Linked DNA regions of Macaca mulatta: region 2 is linked to region 1. The links are chromatin contacts, called in public Hi-C maps. All regions are on one chromosome and are shown on one strand. The core of a region is the stretch at or near the end of the contact, and the rest is flanking DNA. Distances in the headings are between cores, read along the strand shown.

Region 1 (5,169 bases), core at 1,649-4,148:
ACCATCCTGGCTAACACGGTGAAAGCCTGTCTCTACTAAAAATACAAAAAAAAAAAAAAAAAATTTAGCCATCCCAGCTACTTGGGAGACTGAGGCAGGAGAATCGTTTGAACCCGGGAGGCAGAGGTTGCAGTGAGCTGAGATCTGGCCATTGCACTCCAGCCTCGGTGACAGAGGGAGACTCTGTCTCAAAAAAAAAAAAAAAAAAAAGATAGTAGACTATGTCTGCTACATAACAGGTATTCAGCTTATGTTTGATGAATAAATGGATTGAAAGAATGGAAAAATCGTTAGGGAGTTCAATATTTTTAAATAAAATTCTTATAAAGTAGAGCAATTCTTTTATTCTTTTGCAATAATATTTATTTATTTATTTATTTTTTGAGATGCAGTCTCGCTCTGTCACCTAGGGTGGATTGCAGAGTGCAATCTCGGCTCACTGTACCCTCCGCCTCCCAGGTTCACCCTACTCTACTGCCTGCCTCAGTCTCTCAAGTAGCTGAGACTACAGGTGCGTACCACCACACCTGGCTAATATTTGTACTTTTAGTACAGAAGGGTTTCACCATGTTGGCCAGGCTGGTCTCCAACTCCTGGACTCAAGTGATCCGCCCTCCTCAGCCTCCCAAAGTGCTGGGATTACAGGCGTAAGCCATTGAATCTGGCCTAATTATCATTTATATTCGGTATTTTTATTGTCATGAGGACACAACTAAAATAAAATGATTGTACCTGTTTGCATATATAATAAATCTATAATAAAAACGTATATGGTAAAATACATAAAATCTATAAATACAGATAGAAAGATACCCTTTTTCTTTTCTTTTTACTTTTTATCTTCTTACTTTTTGGTGGCAAGAAAAAAGATCAGATTTACCTTACATTTTTAATAGAGACAGGGTCTTGCTATGTTGCCCAGGCTAGTTTCGAACTCCTGGGTCAAGCAATCCTCCTGCCTGGGCCTCCCAAAGTGCTGGGATTCCAGTCATGAGCCACCGTGCCCAGCCAAGATCCCCTTTACTTCTGAAAAGGATAAAAGTTGTCAGACGACAGCAATCCACCAAAAAAAAAGGGGGGGGGGAATTATTTTTATGTGTGCAAGATTCATATTCCTGCTCTTTTCCCAAGGATTACTTCATCAACAAATTCTCAGTAGAACTTTTATACATACTCATTGCAGAAATCATAAAGAAAAAGGAAAGAGTTTGACTTATTATACAAATGCCCAGAAATAACAAATTTTGCCACGTTTTGTACATATTTTCAGCTAACACAAGACCAGTCTGTATATACATATCAAACTGATATTGTACAATCAAACTGATTTTTTTCTCACTTGAGATACCAAAGTGTATCCTCACATGCCAATATACTTCTGTATCTATTGCCACTTTCTTTTCATTTTTTATTTTTTTGAGATGGAGTTTTGCTCTTGTTGCCCAGGCTGGATGGAGTGCAGTGGCATGATCTTGGCTCACTGCAACCTCTGCCTCCCAGGTTCAAGCGATTCTCCTGCCTCAGTCTTCTGAGTAGCTGGGATTATAGGCTCCCGCCACCACGCCTGGCTAATTTTTGTATTTTTAGCAGAGACGGGGTTTCACCATGTTGCCTAAGCTGGTCTCGAACTTCTGATCTCAGGATATCCGCCTGCCTTGGTCTCCCAAAGTGCTGGGTTTACAGGCGTGAGCCACCACGCCTGGCCTCTACTGCCACTTTCAATGGTCACATATTATCATGCACTGACATTTATTCATAAAATCCATTCTATGGATTGCTTAAGCAATGCCAACAAAAACAAATTACATGTCTGTTTCCTAAAGGCATTTTATTTCTTTTTCTTTTTGAAAGATAGGGTCTTGCTCTGTTGTCACTCACATACCTCACTGCAGCCTAGAACTCCTGGGCTCAAGTGATGCCCCTGCCTCAGTCTTCCAAGTAACTGAGACTATTAGAGATGGGCGGGGGGTGAGGGAGGGCCTCGCTATAATGCCCAGGCTGGCCTTGAACTCCTGGCCTCAAGCAATCCTCCCGCCTCAGCCTCCCAAAGTGCTGTGATTACAGGCGCGAGCCACCGCGCCTGACGAATAAAAGATTTTATAGAAATAATTTTTAACCCAGAAGTTGCTATATTATGGAAACTGCTTATCTCATTATGCACCTTTCCATAAAGTATATGACATTATGTCTTAAATGTGTACATTAAAAATAAAACGCTGTACGTGCTTTTGTTCGTTAACTCACTTTAAAATTGTCACTTAAGTTCTAAGGGGATTTCGGGGGGATCGGAAACCAGCTAGAGTTCTGGTTTTTTTTTTTTTCTGCTCAGAAAGGCGGCCTGGGAGCTGGAGACCCGCAAGGTGGTCACCGTCCCAGGGGCTGCGAAGCCCGTGGGAGGCTGATCCAGGCCCCAGGTGGCTTCCACAAACGAGGCCCCTCTTCCTGCCCGCCTACCCCCGTGGCATTCAGTCCAGGCTTGCGACTATTACCTGTTCATCTTGTCTCTATCGTTCAAGCCATTCTTCCTGAGCAAAAGGATCTGCTGCACTTTCGCCACATTACCCGCGCTGGCAGCTTTGTGAATCTTGCCGAGATCTCGGTCTCGGACGTGGTAGCCGGGCTGCGAGTAGGCGCCCTCCCCGAGCTCGCCCCCGCCGCCCGCGCTGCTCCTCCGCCGCCGCGCGAAGGAGCCCAAGGGCGATTCGCCCTTCTTGCTAAAAATCTTCTTCATGGCCCAGGCGACCGGGCTTCAGAGACACCTCATGTCTCTCTCGCCTTTTAACGGCCCCCGGAGCCCAACATAGCAAGTCAGCCCCGGCTGGCCGCGGCCTCCCAGAGGAAACTCCGCGGTTTCCAATCTTTCCCTCCGGGTTACCAAGCAAGCGAAACCGCTAGACACAAGTGCGCATGCGCGCCTCGGACTGCAAGGTCCATGCGCGTGCGCTGGAAGACCCAGTGGCCCCCAGGGTGCTCCGTGCGCATGTGCAAGGCCCAGGCCTCGCAAATCTCGGAGGCTGTTTGGGAGCAGCCCTGCGTTGCTGTCAATTCAAACATTGTTCCATTCAAACAAATGTCGGTGGGAGTTTGGCTGAATGTTCAGGAGGTTTGCGAAAAGAACCCTCGCGCCTATGGGGAAGCAGCCTTTGCGCATGACTGGGACTGGAGTAGCGTGGAGTTTTAAGATGCTGAAGGCCTCTTATCCGAGAAAACTCTCCTAAGAAACTCTCAATCTCCGTATCTCTCAGTTTATTCCCCTTCCACGTCCCTTTGGGTTCCAGCTGGTCTCCATGAAAACTTAACAGATGCAACAACAGAGGGCACAGGATTTCGGAGATCGTGGCAATATGTGTTAAGTGCAAACTTACGAGGAGAAACCAATGCACATTCTCAGAAGAAATGAAAACGCATTTCTGCATGCCTTCTTCCCCCACCCCTCTGCCTTTGGCCCCGTCTTACGTTCTATTTTTTGCTTTTAATTTTCCAAGGTTACATCTCTCTTTTTTCCCCCCCAACAGAATCTCGCTCTGTCGCCCAGACTGTAGTGCAGTGGTGCAATCACGGCTTACTGCAGCCTCCACCTCCTGGGCTCAACGATCCTCCCACCTCAGTCTCCCGTGTGAGTAGCTGAGACTACAGACGCACGCTACCACGCCCGGCTATTTTTGCATTTTTTGTAGAGACAGGGTCTCGTCATGTTGCCCAGGCTGGTCTCCGACTCCAGGGCTCAAATGATGCTCCCATCTCAGCCTCCCAAAGTGCTGGGATTACAGGTGTGAGCCACCGCGCCCAGCCTAGATTGAATAATTTGACAACAAATTGGAATTAGCAACGCAGATGCCAAGCGTCTGGAGTCTCAGCAGAAATTGCTGCTGGAATGCACCTCCATAGCTCTGGACAGCTATAGGGTCCCTGTGGAGGAGATGGCTGGCCCCAGAACAGGAGTCTTTATTGGCAAGAGGGAAATGAGCAAAAACAAAACAACACTTCTCAGGCCTCTCCAGCTTAGCTAGATCAAATGGTTTTGATGTGGGAGAGTGGTTTCCACTATCATCACCAAGAATTTTCCTCCTATACTAGCCCAGCTAGAAAGTTATGTTGTCTCCTCGACATTCCCCAGGGTGATCTATGAAGCTAGTCAAGTCCCAGCACTTTGGGAGGCCGAGGCAGGTGGATCACCTAAGGTCAGGAGTTTGAGACCAGCCTGGCCAACGTGGTGAAACCCCGTCTGTACTAAAAATACAAAAATTAGCTGGGCGTGGTGGCGCATGCCTGTAGTCCCAGCTACTCGGGAGGCTGAGGCAGGAGAAACGCTTGAACCTGGGAGGCAGAGGTGGCAGTGAGCAGAGATCACACCACTGCACTGTAGCCTGGGTAACAGACCAAGACTCCATCTCAAAAAACAAAAACAAACAAACAAAAAATACTCAAATGTGGAGAAGACTGACTTTGAACAGAAGACTCTGACGTTTCCTAATGCATCCTGAAATGAGAGCCAAAGACATTACCAGTCTGGACAGATATAGGAATCACACACCACCCTCCAGGTAAGTTGTAGAGATTTGGTTGACTATAGTGTTTTTGTATAGACCAGAGATACTCAAGGACTATGTTAGGCCAGCTCTAAGGTGTTGAATTCGTCAGCCAAATGCTGGATCCCCAAAAAGTCCAGAGTAGCTGGGACTACAGGCGCCCGCCACCACCCCCAGCTAATTTTTGTATTTTGTTTAGTAGAGACGGGGTTTCACCTTGTTAACCAGGATGGTCTCAATCTCCTGACCTCGTGATCCGCCCGCCTTAGCCTCCCAAAGTGCTGGGATTACAGGCATGAGCCACCGTGCCCGGCCAGATAAAGCTCTTTAATTCCAGTTCAAGGCTGTCACACGTTTTCTCCTTTTAAGAGTTACCAAGAAATTCATCAAACCCTTTTCCAAAACTGGTTCATTCTTTGAAATGTGTCTTCCCATGCATTCTGCTGTATCTGTTGAGGAATAATGAGACTATAATTAAACCATGATTAGAACATAAGGGCTCAAGGGTATTGAGGCCCATCTGCCTGTATCTCCTGGAGATCCAAGACCTGGGATGATCACAGTAAGGAGGCCACAACACTAAACAGAAACATGTTCTGGGAACCTTCTTTTTTTTTTTTTTTTTTTTTTTTTTGAGACG
Region 2 (4,878 bases), core at 1,659-4,158, 56 kb after region 1:
TACAGCCTGGGGGCAGTAAAAAGAAAAAAATAAACAGTAACTTCTTTTGAAACTGTAAAAATAATCAGATCATTTCAAGATACATATTTTCTACCTATTTCTTTGAAAAGATTTATTTGAATTAGTTTTAACTCTTTTCTTTCACAAAAGGATTTAGGATTGAGCTCTTCTCAATGAAACAGTTCGTTTTCTGTGGCTTCCTTTCTACCATTTAATTTCAAGTGTATTCAGCCAATTAAGCAACCAGGAATTCCAAATGTGTTACCATCTTTCAAAGCAAGTAATGCCTGAGTGTTCTCACTATATTTGAGCCCTGTTAAGACTGCCTAGGGTACATAAAAATCCCTTTATCATCTCTACCAACATCACATACTACTAACTGTCCATCCAGTTGATGGTAAATTCTCCTAAAATCAGGCCTCTTGATGTTAACTAAGACAAAGAGTTGTTCCAAAAACTTGAATACCATATTCAATAGGCCATGCCAGACTTCTTTTTCAATTACTAGGACTTCTCCAGACACTGTCATCTTGGTAAATAGCACCTTCAATGCATTCATCTGATCAAACCCAGAAACACCTCTCCCCATCATCTCTTTTATCTGATCTCTCATGCAATTCCACTTTCTTCAAAATATATCTCATTCCCTTCTTTCCATAACCACTGCAACCGCATAAATGGGGGGGCAGGGGCGGTATTTTTAACTGGTAACATCTTCCACTCTTGCCCTCTCCTATTCTCCATACAGCAAAAGCCAGTCATCTTTTAAAAACGAAAATCTAATTATGTTTTAAAAGTTTCAGTGTGGCCGGGCGCGGTGGCTCAAGCCTGTAATCCCAGCACTTTGGGAGGCCGAGACGGGTGGATCACGAGGTCAGGAGATCGAGACCATCCTGGCGAACATGGTGAAACCCCGTCTCTACTAAAAAACACAAAAAACTAGCCGGGCGAGGTGGCGGCGCTTGTAGTCCCAGCTACTCGGGAGGCTGAGGCAGGAGAATGGCGGGAACCCGGGAGGCAGAGCTTGCAGTGAGCCGAGATCCGGCCACTGCACTCCAGCCCGGGAGACAGACCGAGACTCCGTCTCAAAAAAAAATAAATAAAAAATAAAAGTTTCAGTGTGGCCGGGCGCGAGTGGCTCACGCCTGTAATCCCAGCACTTTGGGAGGCCGAGGCGGGCGGATCACGAGGTCAGGAGATCGAGATCATTTTGGCTAACACGGTGAAACCCCGTCTCTACTAAAAATACAAAAAAAAAAAAAATTAGCCGGGCGTGGTGGAGGGCGCCTGTAGTCCCAGCTACTCGGGAGGCTGAGGCAGGAGAATGGCGTGAACCCGGGAGGAGGAGCTTGCAGTGAGTCGAGATTGCGCCACTGCACTCCGGCCTGGGCGACAGAGCGAGACTCCGTCTCAATAAAAAAAAAAAAAAAAAAAAAAACAACTTTCAGTGGTTGCCAACGCACTTAACATGAAATCAGCCATAACAAATGCTTTACTCCCTGTATGATCTGCCTCAAGTCTTTTCTCCAACCTCTTCTGTCACTACCCCCTTTAATTACTATGTTCTAGCCACACTAGCCTTATTTTGGTTCCTCCAACCTGCTAAATCGTTTCCTAACTCAGGACCTCCAGGTATTTTTCTGTATGCCCGTGATACCTGTTCACTCTTCACCTGGTTAAGTCCTAGTCATATTTACTTCATATCAATATTAAGAGAAGATTCCACATTTGCTTTGCTCACCTGGTACATAACTGATGCCCAATAAACAAGCAGCTGCTTCAGTTCGTTAGCCAATACTAGCACAAAAAAATTAAAAATTCTTAAAATGAGGGGGAGTAAAAGTTACACAAAGGAACACAATCATATGCTTAAACCAAGAACCTGAGTGTCGATTTTCTTAAAAATTATTAAAAAAAAAAAAACTCAACGTTTTAAAAACTATTTCTTTGCAAAACTGTAGGAACTCTCAAAAAATCTATTAAAATGTTACCATCAAAAAAAGAGACTGGAATGAAGCAAGAATAAAACATTGTCATAAGTGACTGCCCATCAAAGAGCATACTGAAAACCCTTGAAATCATTTTTCTCTTCACTACCTTTTGTTTTACAAAACGATGAGGATGAGGCTGAATCAAAATTTTAACTGCAAACAGTTTACGACTCGAAAATACACGTTATTAGTTACTTCTGGTCAAAAAGAGAAAACTTGCAAGGCTGGCCATTCGAATTATTATACCATGTTTGGGTTAAATTTAAATTCCATTTAAAAAGAAAGAAAGAGCACGGGACAGGGGCTGTGAACACTAAAGCCACTAGAAAGTCGGAAGAAACGGGAACATTACCTGCTCCCTTTACATGTATGGTAGAGACATTTCCCCAGCCCCCACCCCAGAACGCCAGACACTGAACAATGCCGGACGGATTCTCTAGCAGAAATTCCACGCCATCAGTTCGGTAAGCCAGGGTCTCTCTCCATCACGCTCACATCCCGCCTCTGCCCCCAACAGCTTCATCGTCAGCCCTGAAGTCTCGGGCCCACTCTCAGCGACGTCCCCTGATCCACTCCTCAATCCTGGGACGCGCACTGAGTTCATCACTTCTTTCCTAGAGTCCTTTCTGAGAAATCGCTTCCAAGAGCGCAATTTGCAAACAGCCACGGGCAGGACGGGAGGGAAAAAAATGGGGTGAATGCCGCGCTTACCTGGGGTTGCACCGTGCTCGACAAGGAAAACATCTCCTGCGGGCCCTCAGCGACCTCACCCGCCTGCCGAAACTGTGCCCCTCTGTCGACGGCCCGGCGGGGAGGCGCCGAGCCCTTCTTTTTACCTTTTTCTCCGACCCGTTGCCCCGCACTCCTCCCAGAAACGGAAAATGGCCTCCCCTTCCTACAGCTACTGCAACGACAGACAATCCGCCCCGGAAGGTGAGGCGCAAACGCAACACTACTTCCGGGGCAAGTGAGTGCCCACACGGCCAAGTTCCTGAGCGTTCTTTCCCGCGGAAGTAGTTGACATTTACAAGGAACAGCGTCCCCAAAGGTCTTTAGCTGTTTTTTAACGAGAGAACAGCCTTTACCCTCTTTAGACTTTTCCTTTTTTTTTTTTCTGGAGACGGAGTTTCGTTCTTTCGCTCAGGCTGGAGTGCAGTGGCGCGATCTCGGCTCACTGCAACCTCCGCCCCCCGGGTTCAAGCGATTCTCCTGCCTCAGCCTCCCGAGTAGCTGGGATCACAGGTGCCCGCCACCACGCTCGGCTAATCTCCTCTTAAGACTCTCTACAGCTTCCTTATGAAATCTTCTGACTGGGCGCTGAGCAATAAGGTCTTTCACTACAATTTCGTGCTCTTTTCCTCACACTAAATCGAAAACTCTCCCTGTTGGTTCTGATCTGTTTCAGTCAGGCAAATTATATCCTGGGAAAACGTCAGATTACAGGGGCGGCCACCCGCTTCCTGCTCATCGTTTCTCCACATTCTGTGCCTTCACTAGCTTCCAGACCTCAGCCCTGGCTTTCGCTTTACTGTACAGTCCGAACTGGTTTCTACGCCTCGCGGGGGTGGGGAGGTCGTGTATGCGAGGAGGACCGCTTCCCACCAGCCTCGGTGGGAAGCCGGGAGAAATGTTTTCAAATCCTGCGATTCAGTGAAGCCCCAGTCGTCCCTTTACTGTCGGCCCAGAACTGTCTATGCCTCCTCCCTCATGAGGAATGACGTCAATAGTGCCGCAGTCGCGCCCACGACTAGTGTACTGCCGGGGACTCTGGGCTTTCCCGACGCCCCCTCCCTCCACGTCTGCGTAGGGGAGGTGACGGGGGCGGGGCACAGCGGCGCTGTGACGTCACGGCCGCGCGCGGCGTGGGCGGAGCCTCACTTTGAACCCAGTTGGCGGGAGTGGCTGCTGGGCGGGGGGCCGCGGCCGCGGGACCGCTGTAGGCTGGCTAGCGATGGAGCCCACCGCGGGAAGCAAGAAGGAGGCTGGAGGAGGCGCGGCGACCGAGGAGGGCGTGAATAGAATCTCGGTGCCAAAACCGCCCTCCATTGAGGAATTCAGCATCGTGAAGCCCATTAGCCGGGGCGCCTTCGGGAAAGTGTATCTGGGGCAGAAAGGCGGCAAATTGTATGCAGTAAAGGTAGGAAGTCAAGGAGGAGCAAAGGAAGGGGTCAGGCCCTTCGGCCCTCCTTCCTGCCCCCTGGCTTGGGCAGGCCCCGGGGCCGCTGGAGCAAGGAGTCTGGGTGGCCTTGCTTGCCTGGCTTGCTGAAGCCTTCAGAGCCCTGCAACATCCGCGATCGGGTCGGGTGTCTCACCTCTGTTCCGCCCTTCCCTCCATATCTCGGATGCCCAGTAGTTTGACCCTCTTCTCCCTTCCCAGCGTTAGCAAATGAGGAAACTGAGGCCAAAGGCAGAGGGACTTGACCGAAGTGATTACATCGGCCTTAGTACAACAGGGACTTAAAGCCAAAGCCGTGATTCGTAGTCTCACCCGTGCTTCGGTTAGGTTTCTAAATCCAAAAGGTTTTTAGTAATTAGTGGTTTTGTTTACCTTGTTTGTTTGCTTTGACGTGCAGAATCGCTGAAATTTTTCTACCGCAGAAGAGTGATTAATTTGTAGGCACTGATAACTTTTTGACTCTTAACCAGGAGAAAGATGTACTCTTTTCTGATAAGTCTTTACTAATTTTTTTTTAAAGACAGTCTTTCTCTGTCCCCCAGGCTGGAGTAGTGTGGCGCGATCCCGGCTCCCTGCAACCTCTGCCTCCTGGATTCAAGCGATTCTCCTGTCTCAGCCTCCCGAGTAACCGGGATTACAGGCGCGCGCCACCACACCTGGCTGATTTTTGTATTTTTTTGGGTAGAGATTGAGTTTCGCCATGTTGTTTTC

The links. A called contact is a pair of places that touch in the nucleus more often than the background predicts.
Region 2: a Hi-C map of fetal cortex germinal zone shows a contact between it and region 1, with 2.0 times the contacts expected there. The contact joins the promoter of YME1L1 here to the promoter of ANKRD26 in region 1. A contact is called at or near these places in 2 of 14 Hi-C or Micro-C datasets (cortical neurons and fetal cortex germinal zone).

The regions. Positions count from the first base shown.
Region 1 is chr9:28,409,255-28,414,423 of T2T-MMU8v2.0, forward strand. It overlaps ANKRD26 (ankyrin repeat domain containing 26), which reads right to left and starts at 2,899. Exons shown (of 32, transcript XM_077946053.1): 1 at 2,490-2,899.
Region 2 is chr9:28,465,181-28,470,058 of T2T-MMU8v2.0, forward strand. YME1L1 (YME1 like 1 ATPase) reads right to left here and starts at 2,909. Exons shown (of 19, transcript XM_002805592.4): 1 at 2,703-2,909. The coding sequence starts at 2,735. It overlaps MASTL (microtubule associated serine/threonine kinase like), which reads left to right and starts at 2,957. Exons shown (of 12, transcript XM_077946061.1): 1 at 2,957-3,039.